2 separate regions of the Mus musculus genome follow, and region 2 is linked to region 1. The links are chromatin contacts, called in public Hi-C maps. All regions are on one chromosome and are shown on one strand. The core of a region is the stretch at or near the end of the contact, and the rest is flanking DNA. Distances in the headings are between cores, read along the strand shown. Region 1 has its middle 30 kb from the start of 1700019J19Rik. Region 2 has its middle 20 kb from the start of Gm51286.

Region 1 (3,357 bases), core at 578-3,077:
TGACTTATCTTACAGAACCACAGAGGATCACTGAGTCTTATTGCTCATACTGACATTTGAAGAGATCAAAATAAAAAATCACAGATATCTGAGGAAAGCCTACAACAAGAAAGACAAACACATACTATGGAAGACAAAAGGTGATCAGGGAACAGAAGAGAACTTACCAGAGAGAACTAATTCAGTATGTTCAGAAATACTCAAGACTATGTAAGCAAGGATTCAGCAGAAAAAGGAAACAAACATTTGAAAAGCACATTGACAAGCAAAAAGGATACTCTGAAACCTGAAAATAAGAGGCTGGAGTTTTAATGTTACACATGTGTGCGTGGAAGACATAACATGAGCTGAACTTAGGGAACTTCTCAGCTTACAAAACCAAGTTAAGTCAGGAGAAGAGAAGGGGGAGGCAGGGAGCAGGGGAAGAGAGAGGGAAGGAGGGAGAGAGAGGGAGGAAGGGGGAGGGGAGGGGAGGGGAGGGAGAAGGGAGGGGAGGGGAGGGGAGGGAGAAGGGAGGGGAGGGGAGGGGAGGGGAGGGGAGGGGAGGGGAGGGGAGGGGAGGGGAGGGGAGGGGAGGAGAGGAGAGGAGAGGAGAGGAGAGGAGAGGAGAGGAGAGGAGAGGAGAGGAGAGGAGAGGAGAGGAGAGGAGAGGAGAGGAGAGAGGAGAGGAGAGGAGAGGAGAGGAGAGGAGAGGAGAGGAGAGGAGAGGAGAGGAGAGGAGAGGAGAGAGGAGAGGGTCAGAGTCAGACAGAGGTGTGGTGGAGAAAGAGTAATCTAATCCCAGGACAGCTGGGACTTTATTAAAGAGAAATCTAGAGAGGACAAGGATACCAAAGGGCAGAAACTTATTTGAAAGGCAAAGCACAGGAGAATTCCTAGAGGTGCCTGGAGGCTATCCTTAAAGACCAAGATCCCACAGAGTGCCTAGTGAATTAGCCAAAGATAGACATGCCTCAACACATTAGGGTACAACCTGAGAACAGAAGAAATTAAGAAAATGCCTTAGGACTTTTCTTGGGTTGGGCAAAACAATAGAAATGTCCTCCTAGATTATAGTACAAAGCTAATAGCAGAAAAGAAAACAGGGCTGGTGAGATGGCTCGGTGGTTAAGAGCACGGACTATTCTTCCAGAGGTCCTGAGTTCAAATCCCAGCAACCACATGGTGGCTCACAACCATCCATAATGAGAAACAAACTTAAAAACAAACGAACGAACAAACAAACTAAAAAGTATGGGCTGAGATCAGGGCTGAAGTGAGGATGAGAAAGGGATGGGGAAGAAAACGGGGAGTGGGGGAGAGGAAGAAAAACCAAAAGCAAAACTAACAAACAAACAAACAAACAAACAAACAAAAAACCAGTAAGACAGCCAGTGTCTGAGGAAGCAGAACCACAGGTTCTGAAAGCAGAAATCACAACCATCATCTGAGAATAGCTGACCTGGTGGAGAGGAGACAGAACCACAGGCCACCAGGATTTCTATTATCCTTGCACAAGTATTACTTTCAAGGTGAAATACATGTGTGCATAAAGATTACACGATAAACACTGGTTGTAAAATTATGTATACTCCTATCGTAAAATATGTTACCTACATATTTATAAAATTATCACAAGCATGGAATATGTGTTACTGTGTGCATGTGTCTAGTAAAGCCATATTTGTAGGCTGTGTGATTTTTGCTCACAGAGAGGAAATCCATCCTTCCCTGTGTGTTTCGTCCTAACAGGAGGCCAGGTGTTCTCCTGTGTATATGGGTTACTCTGCACTCACGATTACTGATGAGTGTCCTACAGAGCCATAAAGTCATTTCCCATAAAGGTCCCCTAGTGGCCTGTACAGTCAACAAGCCTCCTCCCTGCGAAGCTTCCAAACAGGCCGTGGTTAGGCTGAGCCAACAGGATATAAAAAACACTTGGTTCAGACATGGAAATTTCAACTTGAAACAGTTGGGATTTTCTGATCTTAACTAAATGTTTTTTTTTAGAAACTGAGTTTCGTCAAACCTGTTTGTGTAAATGGGGAGCGAGCCATAGGAACCCAAGGAGCCTTTGATTCTTCCTGCTGCTACACGCTGAGAAAAATAAACCTCCTGGTTATTTTGAGCCTTGACTAATTTCTTTAGAAAAAGAAAAATAGTTTTCTAATTGGTCCCTTTGTAGCACAAAGGGCTAATCTGAGTGGACCTTGCCATCAAGTAATGGGGTAGAGTTCTCACTTGGTGTTGACGACTAGAAACTCTGACTGGGGCTTTAAACGCTCTTGGCAAACACTCTAGACCATGTATAAAGCGAGGTGAAGCAGGGGATTAAATCCCTGCTTGGTGTGTGTGGGAGCTGTAAAGACTCCCCAGCCCCAGGGACACAGCATTCATTAAACTGCACTGGCAGCTCCGTGGGGCTTAAGTTGTCTTTGATGGTATTTTTCTAAGCCTGGTACCTTTCCAGTTGACTATAAGAAAAGCATCCCTCAGAGTTAGGGCACAGTGCAGACTGCAAGATTCAACTCACAGCTGATAATTTCCCTAGAGGCAGGCAAACCACAGGAAGGCAAAAAAAAAAAAAAAAAAAACACCAAGGTCTCACAAGAGAAATTGTTTTTGTGGAAAAATTCTGAGTGCACAGAGCCAAAGTAGGAGGAGCTGGCCAGTCACACAATAATTCAAGGACCACAGGTAGGAACAGCCCCTGGGGAGGGTGCAGTTTGGTCATACACTCACTCAAGGAAGAAAAACAAGAAGCCAGAAATCATGGTGAAATTGTTTGCCCCAAAGAGGAGTTGCTATAAATATAGATGCCGTGGGATAGAAGGAACAGGAAGAAAAACAGCAAGCCTGCATTCAGAATGAGGTGCAGGCTCCACAGTGATGGGAGCCCCAGGGGATCTGCAGGTCTTTGTATTCTAAAATGATGCTTTTATTGAATTTAGACTTGGTGCTAACAATGTCCCTTTAGACCTGGACTGTTTTTCTGGGGTGGAGTTAAAGAGTTAACTTCAGAGGGAGGATGCAGGAGGCAGCCACCCAGACATAATGCTGAAGGTGCAGATGGAGGCCAGACCTCAGGTGGTCCCATGTGTCCATACCCTACATAGTCCACTCCCCTTGAGAGTGGGTAGAATCCTATCCTACCTGTGACTGGCTTGCAGATAACTAACTGTGGGGATGGTCACAGAAGGCCTGTCCTGGGATGGCTGCATGATTTTTAAGACTCTCTCTTAGCAGATTGGACAAAAGATCCTACTTGAGTTTTGATGAAGTAAGTAGCCTTGTTATAGCAGTCTCTGTAGCAAAACCCTACAAGTGAGTTTGAAATGATAGGAAATGCTAGGTAGGACCTAAGTTTGGTTCCCAGCT
Region 2 (3,357 bases), core at 281-2,780, 140 kb before region 1:
TGAAGAACACAGGCATGGGAGTGCAGGGGAAACAAAGACAAGATGATGATGAGCGGAACAAAAGCAGCAGAGAGAAGGAAGTCAAGAAAAGAAGAGTCTAGAAGAATGGTGTGGGAGGGGAAGACGAGCCAGCAGATAACAGTGTGGATGAGAGAGAAGATGGGAAGGGGAGAAACAGGGCTGCTCAGGACTGAACCAAGAAGCAGAGAGAGGAATCCAAGGGGCGGACAGCTGTGTGCCTGCCTTAGAAACACCCAGCAACAGGGAAGACTTGGAGACACATGAAGGTCTGAGATGTGCTGGGGATGGTTAAAGGTCTGGGCTCTGGAAGGGCTGTCTGAGATAAAGGCCCCGAACTGTGCATGTGTGTGCTTGAGTGTGTGTGTGCGTGTGTTTGTGTGTGGCTTCGGGGGAAGTGGTGTTATCAGTGTTAATGGGAACACTGCACTCACTGTCTCTTAGTGAACTGAATTAAAGCTTATAGTTCAGTGCTTGGCTCACAGCAACTGCTTAAACACCAGCTATACCCACTTTGTGCCTCACCTGATCTGGTACCTTATATGTTGATCCTGTGTCTTTTTGTTCCCTCCCCAGGGAGGGGGATGCCGAAGGGGCCTGAGCATCCTTTCTTCCTTTGAGTAGCAGGTACTAGAGTGTGTTGGGGAGGAAGTTCCATATCCTCTTAGACAAGCCTTTGGCGTGTTCACTCTGTCACGGCATGCTATTTTTTCTCAAGTGAGAACACAACAGTGCCCCTAGGAAAAATGGCACACCAAGCCTCAGTTTACACACGCATGTGTTTAGAGAGCCCAGTCTCTCATCTGAAAATGATTTTTTTTTCTATTTTAATAGCTCACTCCACTGCTGGTCTAAGTCAGCCCCGGGCTAAGGTGGTACTGGTGGAAGGTAAGTTGGAGGAGCCGACTTTAACACACAGGGCACACCCTGGTGCTGCCAGGATAGCTGTTCTCAGCTGGGGAGCACTCATCCTGAGTTCCCTACAGTAGGAAGAACACTGAGGGACAGCTGTCCTTGGGGATGGTTATTAGAGGTGGTGAAATGTCTCCTGAGGGACAAAGGAAGGACAAAGCAGCCTTGTGGGGAGCCATGAACGTGGAGTCATTACCTCTCCACAGCCTGCATTACAGGATGGTCAAGTATGAAGGAAGTTAGGTGCTAGATGATTTCATCAGACCAGATGTCTTGTGTAAACACTTTCCCGCCCCCAACCTTTGCAGCCGTGGTAAAGTTGCCAGAAAGCCCTGGTGTGCTCTGCCCAACCATGCATACCATTTAGATCACTGTAACTAGAAAATATTCCTCCAGATCCCCAAAGGTTCTCCTCTCTCCTCTCTTCTCCCTGCAGACATGTTTCTCTGTAAATACCTCAGCTTGGCTCTGAATCACAGATCAAAGCCATTCTTCATTCATCTCCGGAAACTGAATGGCAACTTATAATGTCTGTGGTTTTCACTAATCTGTTTTCATGTCATTTTACTTGAAATCAACAGAAGGCTGCTCACAATGGCACACTGAACTGCCCCATGGAGCCAACGTAATTCAAGCAGACCACACCCGGGTCTCAGAACCCAGAGGTAGATGGAGCCTTTCTCGGATTCAGCATTAATCGGTGTAAACAACTTGTTTTGATGAGAGCCAGAGACAACCACAAAAATTCGTGGTTATCATGAAAGACAACTCAATCCCTTTCTCTTCCCACCCCTTTCTGTACTGCCCAGTGACATCTGTGGATTTGTCAATTTAACCGCCATAAAGGAAGGGCAGAGGTTGGACTGTTTCCCTCACAGAACATGTGGATAGGCAGTTCTGGAACCTTCTGAGAATGGCTCATTTGCAGAGCTTTGTGAGAATTCTAGAATGGGAGGATTCTGTTTCCTTCTGCCTTGTTTTCCACTCAAGACCAAAGTCCTGAAGGCAGTCACTATGTCTGTCTTAGAAGCGGCTTTTCTGAGACATGGCTACTATTATTTGCATTCACCTTCAGCTTTTACGGCAGAAGAAGGGTTGGGAGAGTCTTTTAGTGGCTGCAAGGCTGGTGGGGCAAGATAGCCCAGGAGCCTGGGAGCTAGTGGTAGGTATTCCACAAAGTATCAAGTTAAATTCGTCACTGAGCAAACCTACTGGGTAAGCCTAACGGGTCTCCAGCAATGCTGGATAAAATGAGAGGATGAGTGATTTTTATCACTGAAGAGTTTCTCTGACTATAGAGAGCTTAGCTGGCACCTACACGAGCAAACTTCACTGCTGAGCAGGCATCTCCAAGGCCTGCAAGTGCCTTGGGTTGAATCCCAGGACCATCTTTCTCTAAGCTACTAGCAGCTGTCATTGCCACAGTTAGGCTCCAGAAGTTTCTCTTTGATCTTCTCCTTGGTGATGTACTGACCTCGAAAAGGAGTTTAGGGAGTGGGGATAAGGGCGGGGTAGATTTCCTCTTTACTCTCAGTTCAGCTTTCCAGTGAGGCATACTGCCCCATATGCTGTACCTCCATTAATAAAGAAATGTCAGATTCAGTGCTTTCATCTTATACACAAAGACATTGACTCCTGAGAGAGCAACGCTGCTGGGAGTGGAACCTTATAAGCCATGCCCCAACCCATCCCCACACGCCATGCTGGAGTATTGACAGGCTTGATCATGTGCAGGTCTTCTGCAGACCACCCCAGCAGGTGAGGATCGTGATTGAGGCTTCCTGATGTGCCCAGAAGACACAAGTTTGCAGCAGCCCTCCCCAATCTCTGGCTCTTCCACAATATGATTTCCCCTGTGCCTTGTATATATGAGGAGTAGAGAAGTCCAATTAGGGCTAAATGATTCTTATGTGTCAAAAGCAAGCTTTCCTTAATGCAGTCTGCTCATGGAGACATACAAGGTTAAGGTTAAGGCATCATGGGATGAACACAGCCAGGGACAGGCAGTAAAGTAGGTCATCCAAGTATGTGCTCATTGACAGATGCTGTGATATTTCTACTTAACTCTGGGAGAATGGAGCTTGCTGTGTTTAAGCTTTCTTTCCAACAGCATCTTCTAGTAAGTGGCTGAGGCTGGATTTGAATATGTCTTCTGACTCTTAAGTTTCAGCTTTTTCTCTGTCACCTCTCTAGGGAAGGGAAGCCTATTTTGGAAATAAAGGAAAACTTCCTAGGCTATTTGGAGTTATGATCATACACTATTGGATATGGGAGATGTCTATGTACATAAGGAGATGAAAGAACGCCGAGGCTGCTTTCCCAGTGACATCAGCTTGTGGTGCACTTCTTGCCTTGATCACATGGAACACAGTCTTGTCCCTTCCTACTAGAGACAAAAGCAACAGACTTGATGAATGAGGTATATCA

The links. Hi-C and Micro-C count contacts between places; a contact is called where the count stands out from the background.
Region 2: a Hi-C map of uterus shows a contact between it and region 1, with 2.7 times the contacts expected there. The contact joins two enhancer-like sites. A contact is called at or near these places in 5 of 484 Hi-C or Micro-C datasets (nephron progenitors, retina and uterus) and 1 of 115 datasets of contacts at active chromatin or transcription factors (vascular smooth muscle cells).

What each region holds. Positions count from the first base shown.
Region 1 is chr9:14,058,056-14,061,412 of GRCm38.p6, reverse strand. No RefSeq gene overlaps it. Among named protein-coding and RNA genes, the nearest start is that of 1700019J19Rik, 30 kb to the left of the region's middle. Within about 2 kb of position 1,827, at least 67 of the 459 cell types and tissues checked have an H3K27ac peak or open chromatin away from gene starts, as enhancers often do. A contact at or near this core is called in uterus, where this site is marked.
Region 2 is chr9:14,198,329-14,201,685 of GRCm38.p6, reverse strand. No RefSeq gene overlaps it. Among named protein-coding and RNA genes, the nearest start is that of Gm51286, 20 kb to the right of the region's middle. Within about 2 kb of position 1,530, at least 87 of the 459 cell types and tissues checked have an H3K27ac peak or open chromatin away from gene starts, as enhancers often do. A contact at or near this core is called in uterus, where this site is marked.